Regions from separate parts of the Sus scrofa genome. Here region 1 is linked to region 2. A link is a contact called in public HiChIP or PLAC-seq data. All regions are on one chromosome and are shown on one strand. The core of a region is the stretch at or near the end of the contact, and the rest is flanking DNA. Distances in the headings are between cores, read along the strand shown. Region 1 has its middle 130 kb from the start of N6AMT1. Region 2 overlaps ADAMTS5 (A disintegrin and metalloproteinase with thrombospondin motifs 5).

What was found. HiChIP or PLAC-seq counts read pairs in DNA pulled down with a chosen protein or histone mark.
Region 1: an H3K27ac HiChIP or PLAC-seq map of skeletal muscle shows a contact between it and region 2, with 7 times the contacts expected there. The contact joins two enhancer-like sites. A contact is called at or near these places in 3 of 47 Hi-C or Micro-C datasets (embryonic fibroblasts, fetal skeletal muscle and mesenteric adipose tissue) and 1 of 2 datasets of contacts at active chromatin or transcription factors (skeletal muscle).

Annotation. Positions count from the first base shown.
Region 1 is chr13:192,120,181-192,125,888 of Sscrofa11.1, forward strand. No RefSeq gene overlaps it. Among named protein-coding and RNA genes, the nearest start is that of N6AMT1, 130 kb to the right of the region's middle. Within about 2 kb of position 3,206, at least 23 of the 83 cell types and tissues checked have an H3K27ac peak or open chromatin away from gene starts, as enhancers often do. A contact at or near this core is called in skeletal muscle, where this site is marked.
Region 2 is chr13:190,392,220-190,398,216 of Sscrofa11.1, forward strand. ADAMTS5 (A disintegrin and metalloproteinase with thrombospondin motifs 5) reads right to left here. Exons shown (of 8, transcript XM_021070866.1): 2 at 5,624-5,756. Among named protein-coding and RNA genes, the nearest start is that of ADAMTS5, 17 kb to the right of the region's middle. Within about 2 kb of position 2,487, at least 4 of the 83 cell types and tissues checked have an H3K27ac peak or open chromatin away from gene starts, as enhancers often do. A contact at or near this core is called in skeletal muscle, where this site is marked.

The sequences.
Region 1 (5,708 bases), core at 1,956-4,455, 1.7 Mb after region 2:
AGAAACTTGAAAGAAGGTTGGGACTATCTCTGAAGGTTCATTTCAAAATAAGGTTGAAATCTAACCTTGGGATGCTCCGAGTGGGTAGCTAGAATAACAACGTTTTTGCCTAGAGGGTTTTCAAGGGGATGTTACTGATTGGTACTTTGTAGTACAGGCCATGGAAGTGAACTTGAAAAACAGGCATAATTGCCTGTCCAAGTTTTCACCATAAATAATCATTTTTAAAAAGGTTCCAGTAACTTACCCACTAGGAAAAAAAAAAAGAAGAAAAAGTGGGACAATGATGCAGCGGCTTTGCTCTAAAATCATCATGTGTGAGGTCATGCTGCCATCTGCAGTATTTTCACCCAAACACGGGAATTTTAAGGAGCCCAGTAGACACGTGGCCGTTGGCCTGAGGGAGAAGCGTCTCTTTTGCACAACAGTAAGAGAAAGTTTTAGACCAACATCTTCTCTTTAGTCGTGGCCCCCATCTCTCCCCACCCCCACACCACCATTTTTAAGTTTGTTCCACTTCCTGATGACGCTTAGGCACACAGGGTGATGTTAAATATTAAAATGAATTAACATGCCGTGCCTGGTAGAGGTGCCCTGAAACCATTCAGAAATGCTGTGATTCAGTGTCTGTGAGCGTGCACACACACGCAAAGGCCAGGTGGGCAGCAACAGTGAGGTGTGGTGACGGTAGGGGTGAGGCCCTAGGTGCAGGAAAGCCTATTAAAAAGAAAAAAAAAAAAAAAAGTTTGGTAAATTTTAGAGGCTAAGGAATCTAAGGGGAAAGCTAGCTTCAGAAGCACATATACTAAAATTAGAATAATACAGAGATAGAGTTCCCTGGTGGCACAATGGGTTAAGGATCTGCCATGGTCATGCTGTGGCGTGGGTTTGATCCCTGGTCTGGGAACTTCTGCATGCCAAGGGTGTGGCCAGGGGAAAAAAAAAAAGAACACAGAGAAGATAAGCATGGCTTCTGAGCAATGATGAGGCACAAATTCCTGAAGTATTCCATAATAATACATATATATATTCTACATAAAATGTATCTGTAATATATATTCTATAATATTATAGAATACACATTATAGAATATATATAATATAGAATAATATTCTAATACTATAGGATATATATACATAATATACTATATATATATTCTATAGGAATGTATTTGTTCACTAAGGCTGCTGTAACAAAGTAACAAACTGGGCCACTTAAACCACAGAAAGTTATGGTCTCTCAGATCTGGAGGCTGGAAGTCCAAGATTAAGACATCAGCAGGTTTGGTTTCCTCTGAGGCCTCTCTCCTGGGCTCGGAAACCACCGTCTTCTCCGTGTCTTCACAGGGTCTCCCCTCTGTGTGTCTGGTGTCCTAAAGTCGTCATATAAGGAAATCAGTCATCACATCAGGCCAGCTTGATGACATCACTTAACCTTCATCTCCCTCCTGAAAGACCCTATCTCCAAAGACAGTTACAGCCCGAGATCCTGAGGGGTGAGGATTTCAACATGTAAATGGGGAGAAGGAAGAACATAATTCAGTCCATAACAAGAAATAAGTTAAAGAGTTTGCTTCTGATGTTTGGGTCTAAGACAAATAGAAGTAAGTAACAAGGCTGGGTTAAGATACCTAGAAAGAAAGGTGTGGGAGGGAGGAAGAGGTGGAAAGAAGGGAGGGAGGGAGGAAGAGAGGGAAGAAAAGCTGGAAGCACAACTAGAGTCTAAATTGGTTCAAACAAGGGATCTTAAGGAATTATACCTACTAGAAGAGGAAGAAGCCAAAAACAAGAGAAGTGGTGAAACCTGGATGATACCAGCCATTAAGACCACTCATCTTTGCTTATTATGCCCTGTATGGTCCAAGGGTATCCTGAACCTGCAATGTCACTGTGGCTACCCAATAGTGTGTCGCTCTGAAGCTCTCCAAGAAACCAGGCACTCAGTTGATCCCAGCAAAAACTGCCACAAAAGTGTTCTTTAAGTTTGCATTGGAAATTTCATCTAAATGGAGCAATATAGAAAACTATAGATTTGCTATTCTTGAAAGGTGTGATCAGTTCACTGTTGGGCTCCATGGTCTGCAGCGCCTCTTGAAGACAGAACCCTGTGTTGTTTTTCCTGCGCTGATACAGCCAGCTAGGGAAGCAGAGCCAGCTCACCCTGTTATATTCCCACTAAAGCATCAGCCTGATATTTCACCGTTTGGCTGCTCCTGTCTCACCATAGGAAAGGACTGTTGTGCCTATTCCCTAATCTATTATTTCTCTTAATAAACGAAGCAGCAGCTTCCGTTTATTACAATTCTCTGCTATGCTTAAGGCTCAGGCAAGGCAGTTTACACACAGGATCTCATTTGATAATCACCTTGGCAAACTCTTCAACCATGAATGCACTTACCGAGATCTATTTTATACACAAATGGTTATAAAACATGTAAACCATAGGAATCATATTTTGTAACCATTCTGTTTATGCTATTAGGAAAAAAGCCATAGGCTGCCAATCAAAAAGAGTTAATTATGAACGGAACAAACTTATGTTGTTTGTCTTGCAACTTTGCAGCAGTTGATATATTCTGGCCCTGAGGCTTTATACTTCAACTCCTATGCTGTTTTTTGTTTGTTTGTTTGTTTGTTTGTTTGTTTTTCACTGATAATTTTGAATCCTCAAATGCAGGGTCACAGATAATACACCCTTTAGGCTCCCATTTGAAAATCCCAGACAATAACTTTATACCTAAGTAACACAGAAACAACAAAAGTATATTTTATCTATGTAAAAAGCGCAAATAAAAGTAATTGTTCCTTACAAGCTTAATTCCAATTACTGCTACAAGTGGAAAGCCCGTAGTTAATACGCGGTCCACTTAGCTCACAAAATGAACGGGTTGGTTTAATCGTTTTGTGGGGTAATACTGCCTCTGGTGGTGGCTAAGAAGAACTTCACATTTAATTGCAGAGCGTCATTATCTGAATCCTTGCAACATTCCTGGTTCCTTTTAGCTAGTTTATGATTCCCCTGATCTATAAAAGATACAGAGAATCTGACATATACATATTGTGTAATCTGCATGTTATTTAAATTTCATGGATGATGTTTTTCCAGGCGTTCACTTTTTAAATTCGGCCAAGAGGGAACTGCTCTGGAGGGGTGATTTAAAGGTTTCAGTTCTGGCTTTACCTGGCTGTGCCCTTCGCTGCAGATCAAGGCGTCCTGGGACGCGCCCAAACCCAAGCGCTTTTCTTCCTGCTACCCGCCCCTATCTCACTTCCACCTTCAGTTCCACTTCCTTGCATCCTATTAATGCACCAATGTTCTCATTTTGCCTGAGGTTTTGATGAATAATAGGCAAGCTCCCGCTTCCCAGATATCATTTGCATTAGAGCGCTTCCCGAAATACCATGACACACCCCTTCCCAGAAACAATTATGAAAGGGAATTTTAAGATACAAAACAGACCCATGGGATAATTTTTCTCACCCTTTCTGATGATATAGGATGTCTGCAAGGACCCTGGAGTTTTTTCCAAACCTTAGACCTCTGCTGCCACCTACAGGAAAATTTTTGTAACAGCATGTTCTACCGCTACTATGTCAAAAACGTTCGCAAAGTTTCAGCTATACAAGATGCTTTAACTTCTGGAGATCTGCTGTCAACATCGTGCCCATAAATATGTTGTGCACTTCAAAAAGAGTTGAGGGTATATCTCATGTTGAGTGTTCTTACAATAAAGAAACAAAAGCTTTTTTTTTTTTTTTTTTTTTGCTTTTTTAGGGCCTTAGCCCCAGCATTTGGAAGTTCCGAGACTAGGAGTGGAATCAGAGCTCCTACACCACAGCCACAGCAACGCGAGATCCGAGCTGCATCTATGACCTACACCATAGCTCAAAGTAACGCTGGATTCCCCAATCCACTGAGCAAGGCCAGGGATGGAACCCACATCCTCATGCATACTAGTGGGATTCATTTCCACTAAGCTGGAATGGAAACTCCCAATAACAGCTCTTTGAAATAGAGGAGGGGAAGGAAGGAGGGAGGAAGAAAGAAAGGAGGAAAGGCTACCAGGAGAAACATGTCTGAATTTTGTAACAGCGCCAGCTAAGGAAAAATTGGCTGGCATCTATTTTATGGTACTTCACAAATTTTATAGCACTTTTTATTTGCTACTCTATCAAATAATAGGATAATAAAAATAGGAGTTCCCATTGTGGTTCAGCGGGTTAAGAACCCAGCGTGGGTTCTGTGAGGATGCAGGTTGAATCCCTGGCCTCATTCAGTGGGTTAAGGATCTGGTTAAGTGGTATAGGTCACATATAAAGCTCAGATCTGGTGTTGCTGTGGCTGTGGCATAGGCCTGCAGCTGCAGCTTGGAATCGACCCCTAGCCCAGGAACTTCCATATGCTCCAGGTACAGCCATGAAAAGAAAAAAGAAAAAAAGAAAGGAAAGAAAAGAAAGAAAGTAGCTAATGCTACTTCTATCGTGTAAATATATAAATAATAAAAGCATGAAATTTTCGTATTACATATACAGAACAAAACTATATGACATAAGTAATATCCTTACATCCTACAGTAAGAACCCCTGGCAATTAAAGGGGACTTACTACGCGGCCAGCTGGGTTCTCTGTACTTTATCACTGTTACCATGTTTACACCTTTAATTTCTCAATTATACCTCGAGGTGAATACTATTATTAGCTCTACTTTGCAGAGGAGGGAACTGAGATTCCGAGAAACTCACTTGTCTAAAGGTCCCCTTCTGGTTAGGAGCCGAGCTTGGATCCAAGCCCTGTCCATCTGCCTTCAGAGTTGGTGTTCCTCACCACAGCGTGGACGCCTGTCATTTCAGTAAGCAGATGATAACGAGAAATGCGGTGCTGTGAGATAAGAAGAATTAAACCCAGCATCACCCCTGCATTCATTCACAAGGATCACTGGGCCCTGAGAAGGCAGAGGTGAGTGAGATAAGCAAGGGCCTTTCTCACTACCATGCATGCTAATATGAAGACAATCAACAGAAAATAGACTTTTTTTTTTAAAGAACTGTGTGTGTAATAAGCATAGCTTATGAAATAGATAAGCTATGTTGAGAATCAGGGTTATGATGCTGTGGGACAAAGTGAAGCTGTTTTATGTTGAGCGATCTGAAAGGAGGCGATATTAAGCTGAGCCAATCAAAAATTTAATCTATCTTGAAGTTCCCCTAGCAGTTAAGGGTCTGGCATTGTCCGTGCTGTGGCTTGGGTTTAATCCCTGGCCTGGGGAACGTCCGAATGCTGTGAATGTGACCAAATTTTTTTAATAATTTTTTTAATTTAAAAATAAAAATGTAATCGATCTAATATGAAGTTCAGGGGAGCTGGAGCACTCCAGGAAGATGTGAGAGCTAGTTCAAAAACCCTCAGGTGGGGAAGCATCTCTCCACAGGCTTGAAGAGCACAAACAAGTCCCATTGTCAAGAGTGAAGGGGGTGGGGGGCGGAGAATAGAGGTTTGAGTCTCAGGCATTGCTCACCATGGAAGGCTTATAATATTTGGGGCATGGGGACTTTATGGTGGGAAGGGAAGAATTTGGAAGACTTCAAGCCTATTAAGAAATCACTCTGGGGAGTTCCTGTAGTGGCTCAGTGGTAACAAACCTGACTATTATCCATGAGGACACAGGTTCAATCCCTGGCCTCACTCAGTAGGTTAAGGATCCAGCATTG
Region 2 (5,997 bases), core at 1,237-3,736:
CCAGATCCAAGCTGCATTTGTGACCTGCACCTCAACACCAGATCCTTAACCCACTGTGTGGGGCCAGGGATCGAACCCACGTCCTCATGGATACTAGTCAGGTTCTTTACCGCTGAGCCACAACAGGAACGCCTAGACACTCTTCATTTGGGAAGAGAAGGGGCAAGTTTCTAAACATAAGAGGGAAAAAAAAATAACACATTAAGGGTATGATATATTTATTTTATGCCCCCTTCAACCTGTTGGCTTTCCACACACGTAGCCCTCCCCTTGAGAAAAACGAACTGGGATCTGATTAAAAAAGGAACCAACTGATACTAAGCACTAAATCTTTCAATACTGCCTCCAGACGTGGAGCAGAGACCTATTCCCACCTTTCATCTAAGGGCCAAGAAAGACACAGTGTGGCACCACTCCAAACTGGATAGAAAAAAACTGCTCAGTTCATGTTGATTAAAGCTATGGGTTTGAGGGTAAATACCAAGTTTAATCCCAGCTTCCTTTCACCTCACATCTCACAACCAGTCCTGACATCTGATTCTGTGCCCTTGGCTTTGGTCTATGGTGTTTCAAGGGCCTCTGCAGCTTTTCAAAACAGGCCCTGTTTAATCTAATCATCTGTGGGAGCAGAGTCACATGCAGATCAGCACAACCAGAGAACTTGCTCCAACCGCAGCAAAACACAGGCAGCCATACTGCTGTGTCTCGACCACTTCCTAAAGCCTCCCGTGGAAGATTTGACCCTGAGTTGCCTGACTTGAGCTTAGGAAATATTCTGGAGTCTTTCAAGGTGGAGAGATTCACTTAGCACATTTTATAATTAACTGCGCTAAAGCTGAAGCTTCAGCATGTTTGCAAACTATGGATTTCATTAGCCTAAATAAAATCGGATTGTTCCCCCACCACATTAGAAGCTGGCCCAACATCGACAAAATTATTATGTTGAAGAGCCATGCGCAGCAGGCGAAATCTTTATTATCACGAGCCAATAATAAATATTTGACAAGTTAAAAATATAAACTCCGAATGTAAACTTAGATTCACTTGACATTTGCTCCAGTTCGCATTCGGATTGCACTATGCTAGAACCACATTCTTACCTCCACCGAAGGCCCAGGGATAGGGATTGTGTTCTTGATAGTTTAAAACAACTTTCTTAAATATCCTAACAATTTTTTTTTTGGTCTTTTTGCCTTTTCTAGGGCTGCTCCTGTGGCATATGGAGGTTCCCAGGCTAGGGGTCTAATCGGAGACCCCTACAGCAGAGCCGCAGCAATGGGGGATCAAAGCCACGTCTGCAACCTATGCCACAGCTCACGGCAATGCCGGATCCTTAACCCACTGAGCAAGGCCAGGGATCGAACCCGCAACCTCATGGTTCCTGGTCAGATTCTTAACCACTGCGCCACGACGGGAACTCCTTAAACATCCTAACAATTTACGCAATGTTGACATGCACTTAACGTAGCAAGAAAGCAGGTAATTTGTCTCTGCCTCTGCAGAGTCTAGGTGCATCCAACTCTTATTTTCCAGAAGGCTGTATTGACATCAGTTGGCTATGCCTCTCCAAAATCCAGCTTTTTTTTTTTGTAAAGAATTAGCAGGGAAAGAGAAGTGTTCCCATTAGCACAGGGCACATGAAGAATCATTTTTCAGAAATGTTCACTGAAGTCACTTCATTATGACTTGAATATCATGAATAGAAGAGATATAGGGTAAGGATTTCAGATTTGCCTCTCTTTATCTTACATGATAATTCTCAATGCAGGGACATTTTTAGATGGAGGGAATGAAAGGAAACAAGGAAAAGGGAGAAAAAGAACAGAGAACTTTTCTTTTTTTTTTTTTTTTTTTTTTATCATTTGTCTTTATAGGGCAGCACCCTCAGCATATGGAGGTTCCCAGGCTGGGGTCAAATCAGAGCTAAAGTTACTGGCCTACACCACAGCCACAGCAATGCAGGATCCGGACTGCGTCTGCGACCCACACCGCAGCTCACCGTAATGACAGATCCTTAACCTACTGAGTGATGCCAGGGATCGAACTTGCATCATCATGGATCCTAGTAGGGTTTGTTAAACGCCGACCCACCCACGAAGGGAACTCCCCAAAGTGTTATTCTTAATTAAATACAGCCTTTTACTGCTTATAGAAGAAACAAAGTAGAAAAATCATGGGAACAGCCTGGAAATTTTCTCCACAGCTTATGTTTTGAGCACAGGCACATATTTACACTGTGTGATGAAGCAAATTGCTCATTTTGGAATGGGCTCAGGCAAATTCAAAACACTCTAGCCAAACCGAGGTTTCACAACGTCATCTTATCACCATATGCAGCCTGTATATATAACCTCCAAATCTGGAAAGTAATAAATGTCTAATAAAAGGCAAAGGAGGAAATTACATAAGAAGAAAGGAGGAGAATTAGAATCCAGAGCATAGTTAATTCCAGCTGATGGCTTCAAGCAACCATCTAAAAATAAAGTGCTGGAAACAGAACATCAAGCTGTGTTACCCAAGATCGCCCTGGCTGCAGAGGCAAAGCTCTGTAATAGCATACAGATGATTAGGAAATATTTTGTAAGGTTATCTTCTCTAAAATGTTTAAGGCTCATACTTCACAACACATGTTTGCAATATTTAGGCAAAACGTGAAATTAAAGAATAATAAAGCAATTAGAAAATAAAGTGAATGAAAGCCAGGTCTCCTTGTGAAAGGGAAATTAAATTCATATCCACCTGCCCCCAAACCTTACATTTCTCGGATTAGGCCATATGTAATGCAAAAAGGGAAATTAAGTAGGCGCTGTTTGATTGAAGAATGAATTATAGAGCATTCTAAAGAGGTAAATAGAAGTGATTCAACCGAGAAATTAAAGGGAACACAGAGTGTACTCAGACATCAAAGATTTAGGTTTGATTTTTTGCATAGAAAGCCACAGTTTTCCTGCACTGTTATCTTATAAAACGATGTTTACTCTTCCTGTATTAAGAAAAGTTCTTATTGCACATATACAAATGTTAATAAAATGCTTGTTCTTACTCAAAGGCACCTGGCCTTCTCCCTCTCTGACTGCTGTGCCTGCCAGGTAATTAATCCCTTGGTTTAGGAGCTCAGGAGGGTCAGGAAGGGTGACGCTGGAAGGTTCTTCATTCCAGTCCAGTTGCCTTGAGGGTCAGTGCAGCCTCCAAGAAGCTGCATTTTCTGCCACGGTGGTTCCTCTACAAAGAAACCTCCCAGATGCTGCCAATGTGTGAAAATGGATCACTAGAGAATTAAAGGAAGAAATAGCTCTTCCTCCATGGAATCTGTAATCGCTACTTTAGACGGTTAGGATTTAGGGCTTATGATCTTATGGATGTTTGCTGCCATGATTCTGCTCTGTTGCTTATTCCTTATCTTTCCTCTGCTCCATCTGAGATGAACCAGCCTCTACCTACCCAAGGCTTAGAACTTTTCTTATGAAACTTCCACTGTGATTAATGACTGGTGTACTTTTTCAATTGTCTCTGTGTAATCAAATGCTCTTGAGTATTTGAACTAATACTTTACTAATACTAATACTTGTCTTAGCTTTGCTGCAAAATTAGAATGTTGTCTGAGGCAGCTCTTGTATTTCTTCCACTTACACATGCGTGCATACCCAGAGATGTAATAAACATCGATGAAGGATCAATGTCAGGCTGTATTTTTTAATCAGTTAATAGGCATGAGTGAAAGATAGGTGAAAACATAATCTCGTCCCTGAAGTTCAAATGCCATTTGTGTTTTAAAAACATTTATGGTCATACCAGGTCTCCTGGTGCAGCCACCAGGGAGCCAAGCCTCATTCATTATTAGTCTACCTACTAGGGAAGAAACAGAGACTCATTGTCAGAATCTCTTGCCTGAGATAAAACAAAGAACATGGAGACAGATCTAGGACTCCATTCTGAAACTAAAGATGCTCAATTAATAAAGCATCAGACTGAATTATTATCAGTGATGCTGTTGGATGGTAATTTACATTTCATTCAAATATTATGTTTGTGGTTTTCTGCTTTGATGGTAAGAAGAGGGTTGGTTAAAAGATGTCAAGAAGAGAGTCAAGAAATTTAAGGTCATGATTAATACATACTAATTGGAATTTAAGTACTGGTTTCTATTTTACTGCTCCCATATACTTGCTTAGGCAATTACACTTTCAAAGTGAACTTAAGTCCCTAAAGAAAATACAGCAGCCAAAAATCAACACATAGTGAAATATTCTCTGCCTATGAGGAATGTGAAAAAAAAGTTTTAATAGCGGTTTAAAATTACGGTTTTAGCTTAAGAAAATGAAATCTTTTTAATAAAACACAGCAATAAGTACAACAATTATCAAACATACTTTGCCCTCCAAAAGATAACGCTAAACAGTGATACCTCACTTTTTAATAAAAGTGAATGAACTAGTTAATTAGAAAAGGAAATAGAAGTAGGAGTTCCCATCATGGCACAATGGAAACAAATCCGACTAGTAACCATAAGGATGCGGTTCGATCCCCGGCCTCGCTCAGTGGGTTAAGGATCTGGTGTTGCCATGAGCTGTGGTGTAGGTCACAGACATGGCTCAGATCTGGCATGGCTGTGGCTGTGGCTGTGGCCAGCAGCTGTAACTCCAGGTCGACCCCTAGACTGGGAACTTCCATATGCCGCAAGTGCAGCCCTAAAAAGTCAAAAAAAAAAAAAAAAAAGAAAAAAAGGCAAAACAAAAGTATACGTGGATATAAATAACAGCTGGTATCTTTAACCTATCCAACTGGGTCCCTGAAATCACACAATGCAATAGGCACTATTATTCCTATATTTCAGATATGAAAACTGAAGCTTGCAGAATTTAAGTAATAAGACCAAGGTGACACAGGTAGAAAGCATTTTAGCAAGAACTGAGCCCAAATGTATCGAATTCTAATATCTAATCCTGAATACTACATTAATTTCTCATATACCTGGTGGCCTAGGATAATGATTAGGACACACGTATTCTGAACTGCTGGGATATTTTTCAATAAACTCAGTCCTCAATTTCTAGTTTTAGGACTTAGATGACTCTCTTAGGACAAACAAACCAGGCAAAAAGTGACATTTTAAAACAAACCCGGTGGCTGCTAGGTTTTGTTTCCTTTGCTTTGCTGTTCAAAATAAGACAGGAATGTGGACCAGAGGCTATTGATGCGCTTTGACAGGAGCCTACTGTTATCACTCACAGTAGAATAAAACCTGATGAATTTCTGTGTAACCTGATTAGCCCCGGATGAGTCAATAGAATACCTTCAGGTCTGCATGCTGCGTTCCACTGTCAACTGCGGCAAATTCTGCCTAAGAGTCATTTATGGATGCTTCAAAAGACAGTGGCTGTAGCGAATTTCTCTTAAACTTTTAAACGGCACTGACAGAAAGGAAATATCTACTGTGTGTGCCTGACTTGGCTTCCCTTCCCTCTTATTAGTTAACCCTAAAAAGTGCAAATATAAACAAATGCAATCCCCAGGGGTACATCTGAACCGGGAAAAATCTGGAATTAATTGCCAAGTATTTGGTTCCTGTTGCAGCTGTTACAAGTGTTTGATTTGGCCAGGGAAGACAAAGGGCCCCGCATACCAATTTCGTGAGCCACGGTGAAGGCTGCGTGGAGGCCATCATCTTCAATCACAGCACAGCTGCGCTCGGGAGAACATATGGTCCCAACGTCTGCCATTCCCAGGGTGTCACATGAATGATGCCCACATAAATCCTGCCCCGGGAGAAAGAAAGAAATCATTAAAATCAATCTACATCCAGAAGGAGGCACCCTGTAAGAGCCACTGGCTCACTCCAAATGTCAACACTGGGATATGTTTACGGTATCACCTGCTCGGCTCTGGAAATGTTCCAAAGACAAACTAACTGCATTGACTCTTCTCAGCTTCTCTGGGCCCTAGAAGCACAGAGGGCTGATGGCACTCAGTTACATTTTAAAGGATGTCACAGGATTG